Linked DNA regions of Mus musculus: region 2 is linked to region 1. Evidence: chromatin contacts called from public HiChIP or PLAC-seq data. All regions are on one chromosome and are shown on one strand. Each heading gives the region's core, a stretch centred on a gene start, on an enhancer-like site or on the middle of the called end of the contact. The rest is flanking DNA. Distances are from core to core; before and after follow the strand shown.

What was found. HiChIP or PLAC-seq counts read pairs in DNA pulled down with a chosen protein or histone mark.
Region 2: a contact with region 1 is called in an H3K27ac HiChIP or PLAC-seq map of trophoblast stem cells, with 5 times the contacts expected there. The contact joins two enhancer-like sites. A contact is called at or near these places in 2 of 115 datasets of contacts at active chromatin or transcription factors (neural progenitor cells and trophoblast stem cells).

The regions. Positions count from the first base shown.
Region 1 is chr10:83,912,556-83,917,221 of GRCm38.p6, forward strand. No RefSeq gene overlaps it. Among named protein-coding and RNA genes, the nearest start is that of Gm33919, 12 kb to the right of the region's middle. Within about 2 kb of position 2,531, at least 45 of the 459 cell types and tissues checked have an H3K27ac peak or open chromatin away from gene starts, as enhancers often do. A contact at or near this core is called in trophoblast stem cells, where this site is marked.
Region 2 is chr10:84,381,278-84,385,943 of GRCm38.p6, forward strand. All of the region lies in intron 4 of Nuak1 (NUAK family, SNF1-like kinase, 1), which reads right to left. Among named protein-coding and RNA genes, the nearest start is that of Gm46201, 48 kb to the left of the region's middle. Within about 2 kb of position 2,069, at least 83 of the 459 cell types and tissues checked have an H3K27ac peak or open chromatin away from gene starts, as enhancers often do. A contact at or near this core is called in trophoblast stem cells, where this site is marked.

The DNA.
Region 1 (4,666 bases), core at 1,281-3,780:
GTCATCTGAAAGGAGAGACTCTTTCCTTTCCTTTCCTTTCCTTTCCTTTCCTTTCCTTTCCTTTCCTTTCCTTTCCTTTCCTTTCCTTTCCTTTCCTTTCCTTTCCTTTCCTTTCCTTCCCTTCCCTTCCCTTCCCTTCCCTTCCCTTCCCTTTCCTTTCCTTTCCTTCCTTCCTTCCTCTCTCTCTTTCTTCTTCCTTCCTTCCTTCCTTCCTTCCTTCCTTTCTTTTTTTTTTTTCGAGACAGGGTTTCTCTGTATAGCTCTGGCTGTCTTGGGACTCACTCTGTAGACCAGGCTGGTCTCGAACTCAGAGATCCACCTGCCTCTGCCTCCCGAGTGCTGGGATTAAAGGCGTGAGCCAAATTGAGGCAATGCCTCCAGAGATTCAGTTGTTTATCTTAATTAGTGATTGATAGGGGAGGGCCCAGTCCATTGTGGGTAGTACCATCCCTATCCTGCTGCTTTCTATCAGAAAGCAGGCTGAGCAAGCCAGTAAGACAGTAGGCAGCACCCCTCCATGGCCTCTGCATCAGCTCTTGCCTCCAGGTTCCTGCCCTGTTTGGGTTCCTGTCCTGACTTCCTTAGATGATGACCAGCCATATATGGAAGAGTAAGCCAAATAAACCCTTTCTCCCTTTCTTACTTTTTTTTTTTTTTTTATTTTTATTTTTTTATTTTTTTTTTATTTTTTTTTCCATTTTTTATTAGGTATTTAACTCATTTACATTTCCAATGCTATACCAAAAGTCCCCCATATCCACCCACCCCCACTCCCCTGCCCACCCACTCCCCCTTTTTGGCCCTGGTATTCCCCTGTACTGGGGCATATAAAGTTTGCAAGTCCAATGGGCCTCTCTTTCCAGTGATGGCCGACTAGGCCATCTTTTGATATATATGCAGCTAGAGTCAAGAGCTCCGGGGTACTGGTTAGCTCATAATGTTGTTCCACCTATAGGGTTGCAGATCCCTTTAGCTCCTTGGCTACTTTCTCTAGCTCCTCCATTGGGAGCCCTATGATCCATCCATTAGCTGACTGTGAGCATCCACTTCTGTGTTTGCTGGGCCCCGGCATAGTCTCACAAGAGACAGGTACATCTGCGTCCTTTCAATAAAATCTTGCTAGTGTATGCAATGGTGTCAGCGTTTGGATGCTGATTATGGGGTGGATCCCTGGCTATGGCAGTCTCTACATGGTCCATCCTTTCATCTCAACTCAAGGAGAATGAAGACTGAAGTGTGGACACTATGCCCCTCCTTAGATTTGGGAACAAAACACCCATGGAAGGAGTTACAGAGACGGAGTTTGGAGCTGAGATGAAAGGATGGACCATGTAGAGACTGCCTTTCTTACTTTTCATCCTGGTGTTTTACTACACCTATAGAATCTCTAACTCAGACACCTCTAGGTTGCTTTTGTTTACAATGTTTTATTATAGCAACAGGAGGAAAACCAGAGCAGAAACAGCAATACATGAAAACCTGACCATTGGCTCAGGTCTACAGAGCAGCTCTCAGAAGCAGGGTGCTATTTCGATCTTTTTAAAGATGGAAACTGGTATCGAGTACATGTTAGAACTGCCACAGGGGTTCACTGTGTGTTTGATGCTGAAGTCCTAGGAGTGAAGAAAATTATTGCTAGAGCCCAGTGTGCTGTAGATATGTGATACAGTTTTATTGTCAGATCAATGACACAGACCTGAGGTTAGAGATGAGCTATGCTAGGTACTTTTATCAGCACAGAGCATGCCTGTCTCATGAGATACTGGTGTTAGGTAGGTATATTGAAATAATAATGTTAGGTCTGTAAAAGCACAGAGCCCTGTGTAAAAGGGCAATGTTAAGCATTGTGCAGGTGAAATAAAAGTCAATTTTAGATCATTGGAACTCAACGTCAAACAGAATCTCTGAAATATCCCCTTCAAATTAAACACTGTTCACTACCTGGAACCAGTTGGTGTTTGTGAATAGCACGGCCAAATGTTCCCTCCGTTCAGTGGGTGTCAGCCTGCTGCTGCTGAACGTGACAGGTAGGGTCGCCATCAAGGAAGGGAAGTGAAACTTTACGATCTAACAACTCTGGGAGTCAAAAAAAAAAGCCAACAATTTACTTGCTCTTTAACTTAAAGGTATTAAAATATGCAAAGCGAGTGTGTCCATCTGACTCAGCCAAAGCATCCAGAACCTGGCTGTTTACAGAGGTGCAATCCCAGGTGGAACCACAGAAGCTCTAAATTGGACATCAGAATATTTATGACCCTTTTGGCAGCTTTCTGGGGACGGAGACAGATCTGGGAGCCCCTCTCCAGCTGTCCTGGTCATTGCTTAATCTAGTTGACAATCGGCTCAGCACACAAAGCAGACAGAGGCATCACTCTGCTAGCAAGCCCTCTGCCCTCCTGTCTCCGGAAGAATGTGAGCTGACGGGGACACAATTAAAAGGGGATTGATTTATTGAGCTGGAATGCTCCAACCGCCCCTGCCCCTCCTAATCTCAGCATCTCTCTGCCTCATGCAATCACAGTTTCCAAACAAGAGCCAGCCTACACAATCATCAGGCAGCCAAAGGAATTCCTCCTTTAGGAAAGGTAGCTTCGCCCCAGGAGCCCATAAAGCAAAAACCACATAAAAGAAGTCCTGTCCTTCATGAGGGCCTGGATAAGGATCTGGAATTCAGCAGGGAGGGACATCTAAACCCAGAAAGCAGGCAGTGGTGATGAAAACTGCTAAGCTTGGCTTAGAGGCGTGGGGGTGGGAGATGAAGGGGTTAAGAAGTAGTTGTGGGCAGAGAGCCCTCCTTCTGTCTTTTATATGATGAAACTGTAAATTTCTGTTGGAAATCAAGGCTTTGGAATGTTGATGGGGGTTAGGGGGGCGAAGCTGGTGGGATTCCAGGGGAGAAAGAAGTCCCTGGATTTGAAATTAGTTCTCTCTTTGAACTGTTTCATCAAACCGACAAGCTAGTCTGAGGCCTGCACACAAATGGAATTGTTTCTAACTGTTGGGTTCTGAGGGGGCCGCCTAATAAATGCCCACTTCTCTTCCTACCAGAGACCTTGGCCTTTGCTACTGAGATCCTCGGGCAATCCGTGGGTGATGCTGGGAATCACGGCCGCTATTTGTGGCTGCTGGATTTCTTGCTCCATAGCTCCCAACCTACAAAGATGACTGACCCCACTCTCAGCAGGCCAGGAAAGGTCCAGGGAGATGTGCTGTGGGGAAGGGATAAAGACGAAGCCCTTGCAGACAAACTGGCTGCACCCATGAGAAAGAAAATGACACTGGGGTGTGGGTATGATTTCCTCTGCAAAGTTATCAGAATAAAGCAGTCACTTCCTGTCCTGGGGCATACTGGACTGAGTGAGGGGCATAGAGAAAACAGAATTGAGTTGGGCCCTCTCCTGCACAGAAAGAACCACAATTTAGGAAGAAGGACCGCGTTTGAAATTAAGGACATCCAAAAATTAGTAGTAATGATGCAGAATGAGAAAAACAAACAAACATCCAGGGATTGTGACTGCTCTTAGGTATGATGAAGGAGAAGGCTTATTGAAGATGTGAGGGAGAGCAGCGACAGAGACAGAGGCAGAGACGTCTAGGAGAGTCCAGAGTGAGCTGGGACAAGTGAGGAGGAAGTGGGATGGGAGACGGGAGAAGTCGGACAGTCACAGCCAAATGGCTGGATAACATAGGAAAGAGCCACAAGAGAAGGAGAGCCCAGCCCCTGGGCTGGAGAGTTCAGGGGAAAGGGTGTGGTATGTCCTGAAATGTAGGGCAGGGACTGAGGGATGCTGGGAGAACCTGGCCGGCAGGTTCACTTTGATGTTACATTGGCACCACGTTTAGCCAACTGTCCCGGATTTGAGACCAGGCAGACACTAATAATGAGGTCAGAGGTCACAGTCTCCTCAGTATTATTCTGGTTCGATTCCAGGCATAATTTCTTAACCTCATTATTCTTCACAACCCAGGAAGATCATTTTTGTCATTATATCTTTGCAGCAAATGAGAAAACTGAGACAGAGAGGCTGTGTTACTTGTCCAAGGATACACAGCCAGGAGGTGGTAGAGCAACGGTGCAGACTGAGGCTTGATTCATCCAGAGGCCTGAATTCCACAGCAGACTGCCGAATGTATGCAGTAAGTGAGTGAGTGAGTGAATGAATGAATGGATGGATGAGGTAAGGGGGAAGTTAGTGGCTAGCATGGAGAAACACATCTGTGACAGTCACCTCATCTGGCTTTCCATTTGAGGGCTGAGTTTTCAGGAAAACTGTGTGTGTGTGTATGTGTGTGTGTGTGAGAGAGTGTGTGTATGCAAATGAGTAAAGAGGCCATAGGTCAATCTGGGGTTTTGTTCATCAAAAGCCATCTATCTTGTTTGGTGAGACAGGCTAATCTGGCTGGTGTAAGCCTCAGTGGGTGCCACTATGTTTTTTATGTGGTTCTGGGGATCAGCCTCAGTTTGCATGATACCCTCTTTACCAATTGACCTGTTTCCTGGTCCGGAGGTCTCATCACTAGAATGTTCTACCTTGCTGGGCTAGTTCATGACCCTGATCTGATCTCACCATCCCAGGAGCACAGCATGAGGATGTGCCAGGACAAGAAAGAGTCTCAGGCACATGCTTGTCCACTGAGCCATAGTTGCTCCTTTCATGTTCTGAGC
Region 2 (4,666 bases), core at 819-3,318, 470 kb after region 1:
CTTTCAAGAGTACTATCCTCTATATCTGCTATGGGTTTATTTTTCTAAACATGTATGTTTACAACAAGTCAAACAGTAAGAGATTAGCAATAATAAATAATAACAAAACAGAACAATTATAACAATATACTTTATTGCAATAAAATTAGCAAGCAGTGTCACTGTTCCTGAACTTTGTACCAGGATTTAGTAAAATAAGGTCACCTAAGGTACACAGGTATTACAACAGTCAATTTGATAAATGGGACAACTGGTAAGCAACAGTTGAGTGGGTAGCATATACAATGTGGATAGCCTGGACAGATGGATGGCTCACTTCCCATCCGGACAGATGGTGCAAGGCTACGTCACACCACTCAGAATGGCACACAATCTAAAGCTGATACACTGCTTCTGGAATGTTTCATAAGATATTTTGGTTCCTGGTGATTGATTGGCCATGGAAGGTGAAATCTCAGGGAAGAGGAAGTGGACTTTTTGAATTGTTTTGGTTTACTGTATTGAAGACTGTTAGGGATATCAGTCAAGCACTGTGCCACTGAGCCACACTCTCTAACTCTCGCCTTCCCTTCCCTGTAGCACTAGGGACTAAGCACAGTGGACTTAGCCCCCACATTATTACTGTTAATTGAAGACAGGATTTCAGTAAGTTTCTCAGAAAGGCCTTGGTCTAACTCTGTAGGCAGGTAGAGCATGATCTGGTGGCTCTCCTGCTTCAGTCGCTTGACCTGCTGGGACTACAGGTGTGTCACCAGTCCTGACTAAAGGCAACAAGTGACAATTCATGTCACTACACTCACAATGGCATGTGTGTCACACCGTGGGGAATCCTGACTTCCACCACCACCACCACCACCACCACCACCGCTGCCGCCACCTTTTCTTCATTTGACTCAAGATGAAACACACAGAGCACCAAATATTAAATCATTACATTTCAGCCTAAACTCTCCCGCTCGCCATCTGCGTGACATGGATGGGGACAGAAAACAGAAACCCAGGATCTCTCCCTATCCTGTCTTCCAGACATATTGTGAGAATAAGAGGAGAACCACTGATTGCGATAAGGTGGAGCGTGTGAATCCACCCCCTAGCATGCACATCCCCCGTAAGTGTCTGATCTAACCTCACTTCCTTAGTGCACTCACTCTCTTAAGTTTTGTAAAGGGTGTTATGTCAGGTCCTTCAGAGCATTGTGTTTATACCTGCACGTATACAGTATACACACACACATGTAAACATAGACACATCTGTACATACTACACATGCCTACATGTCTGCCTTCTCTACCAGACTCTCAGTCCCTGTGTCTGCTTCCACAGTTTTGTACCACCCTCTCCTTAGCAGCTGCCCCTGGCCAAGAAGTAAACTTGTCACTGAAACATGCATTATGTTTTGAAAAGTATAAGGAATTAATAGTTATATAAAATAATAGTAACCCCAACTGCCATGTATCACAAACTCCCAATTGTACAGTGTTGATGAATTCTCTAATCCAATTCTATTTAAAAAAACTGTATTTACAGAAAAAAAATATAAATAGACTTTATGCCCAATGTCATAAGGACACCTAACTAAAATTAGATTTAAATCTTTTTAATGCTCAAAATGGTCAATTTTATGTTATGGCAATTTTACCACAGTGCTTTAAGAACTCCACTTACCAAACAAGGAGACAGATTTAGGGAGTTGGATTTACTCATCTAAAGAAATGTGACCACTGGGCAGCCATACAAGTGTGCACCGCTCACACTTCCAGCCCCAGACACACACAGCCCCGGGAGGGTCTGTGGATTTCAGTCAGTCTTAGCCAGCCTTGTAAGGTGAACCCGCTGTGTGCTCTACCATCTCCAGCCTGATTTGCACTTGAGCATTAGCAAGGAGCTGGGGCTATCCACAGGGCTGGGGAGCCTCGGGTGCTGAGACCCACAGAAGCTGTTTTGAATGAAGCCCCTAGAATAGGCCTATTTTTGTTTTTAAAAAAGGAGCCATCCTTGGATGAATGGAATGTCATTCAAGGCAGCTGTGCACAGCCACCCTCCGAGAAGGCATCCCCCACCCCCCTCTCAGATTGCACTCAACCGCTCTGAATTCCACTTGCTTATCAAGGCCCCAGACTGCCTCTCAGGAAGTTGGTGGGAAGCTTTTACAAAGCACGCCCTGTCAATCAAAAGAATGGACCAGCTTCAGCTCTGGAGATTCCAAGGAGTCCTGAGGCTTCAGCCTCCCTCTGGCTAGGGCTGCAGCTCTGAGACTACACTAAGTTCTGGGGCGTGTGGGAGCTTTTAAACGCATGTGTGAGCACACCCATTGCACGTACACACAGTTGACAGCCCCAGGAGCTTCCACCAGGGCTGGGCATCTCTGCTTGCCTCGCAGGCGTCTAGAGCTGTGTGTTTATATTTCACCCCACTCCCATCCTCCCAGACCGATGTTTATCAGCCTCCCTGTAAAACTGTCATTTCTGCGGACATGAGATTAATAGAAATCCAGATTAGGCCATGTTCTTGGCACTTGAACGGAAACGCAATATTAATCAACACACACTCAGCGTTCTCAGACTCTGAGCTGCTAGACTCTAGGATTTTTAATGCCACAGGGAGCTTATGTCAACCATTGCTAAGTGGGGAGACACTAGCGGGTATGAATCCACTCAGAAGCCTCAGTTCTCTCATCTGTAAAATGGGGGTGAAAATCTCCTCTCCCCCTGTGGTGTCATGACAATTAAATGTCATAAAGCACATGCAAAATATACAGACAACAGCAATGGCACATTTGTCTTTAAACACAGATAAGTGACTGAGTTCACAGCACATGAGAAAGTGCATCTTATAACACCAGGGACTGTCAATAGAAAACAGAAGGTCAAGGAGCCAGTTTTGCAAGTGAATTAGTTTGAATCACAAAATGAAGAAGTTATTCTCTTCTTTGACATGAGTCAGGAAGGCGGTAAGCCACAAGGGTCTAATTAAAACATCTCCACATTTACCAGAGAGGACCAACTGGCCTTAGTCTCACAGCCTGGGGCAGCAACCAACATCAAACAAAAAAGAATGCGTCTATTTGGTTTGTATTATTTCACTCGTGAGCTTTTCTTTGGTTTATGGTACTAGTTTTCCACCAAATGCCATTACTTAAGGCTTCCTTCCTAAATAAATTCTACTCTACGAAGAGACCCAAACTAAATACAAGCACCATCAACCTAAGAAAAGGCAAAATGTACAAGAGTGCAGGGGAGGAAAAAAAACAACAACAAAACATGTGAGGGCTAAATTTAAACATAACTATGCCAAAATCATTGCACCTTAGAACTGGCCTCCATGTGGAAGAGACCTGAATGGAGGGTGGGAAGGGAAACTGCTGAAGGCTCAGGGTCCTAAGATGATTTGCTGACGATCACAAAGAAAAGCAACAAGATACATGAGGGCTCCCCAGATGCTCAACTCTGTAAAATGACAGGTCCATCCATCGAGTCCATTTCATACAGAATTCTAACGGAGACAAGCCAGGCAGTGGAAACCTACTCCTACCTGGTCCTCCAGCCTGCATCATCATCGCCTCATAGCGTCTTAGAAGACAGACTTTAAGCCCGTTCGTCCCCAGGCCCTTTACAGTAGCTCTGGCTGGCTACACTGTTAAGATTTGGAGAAAGAGGCCTCGCTGTGTTTTGGGGTGGGTGGGGGTTGTTTGTTTGATTGGTTGATTTTTATTGATTGTTTGTATGTTGTTGTTGCCAAACTGTTGCCCTGCCCCCATGCTGGATCAGAACCACCCTCTGACCTCACTCTATATACCCTGCCGCTCAGCCTCCACTCGGAAAGGCATCAGAGACGGTAAATCTCAAGGGTTTAATTTGGACTGTCTGTGTAACTATCCATCTCCTTTGGAAGTGTGCCCTGCTAAGTGAAAATCAGAGTGGAAAAGATAAATTTGGGGGTCAAGGGGATCATTCACATGTCAGTGGGATTAACCCCACTTCAACCCAGTTGAACCCTAGAGACAAGTGCAATATGAGATAAGCCAGGCACACACACACACACACACACACAAAAGACACTCATTGTCTGTTTCTATTTATATATGGTCCCTAGAGTAGACAAATCATAGACAGGAGAACGGTAGTGATGGTCAGGGCCTGGGGGGAAGAGAAGCAAAAGCAAGGAGCCAGAACCTAATGGGCGTGGAGAACCAGGTGCGGAGTTGGGCTGCTGGGCTGCAGCTGGGGGCTGGGATGGTTCTACAACACTGAGAATGCTTCCTGCCTCTGTGCTAGACACCCAAGTGCAGGAGGTTTTACGTTACATTATGCACATTTTGGCATCCTCAAAAAAGAATCAACCCCAAGGTCACTATGAACAAGAAGCTCAGGTGATGCAAAAAGAGGTACCAGTTTGTCGATTTTAACTGCTACCAAGGGAGGCTTATGACAAGGATAAGTAGGAATGTCTGCCAGCCCGTGCCGGTGTCTAGAGGAAGCTCCCTGCACTCAAAGATCAGAGGCTTAGGAGTCCTAAGAATCGGGGCTGGACTTAGACTTTGTCATTACTCGGTAATAATAATAAAAATAAAAATAAAAATAAAAATAAAGACCTGTCTATCTACACAATGGTCTCACAACTCTTGTCCAACCTCAGAGCCAAGAGAAGTGACCTTGACCTAGGCATGA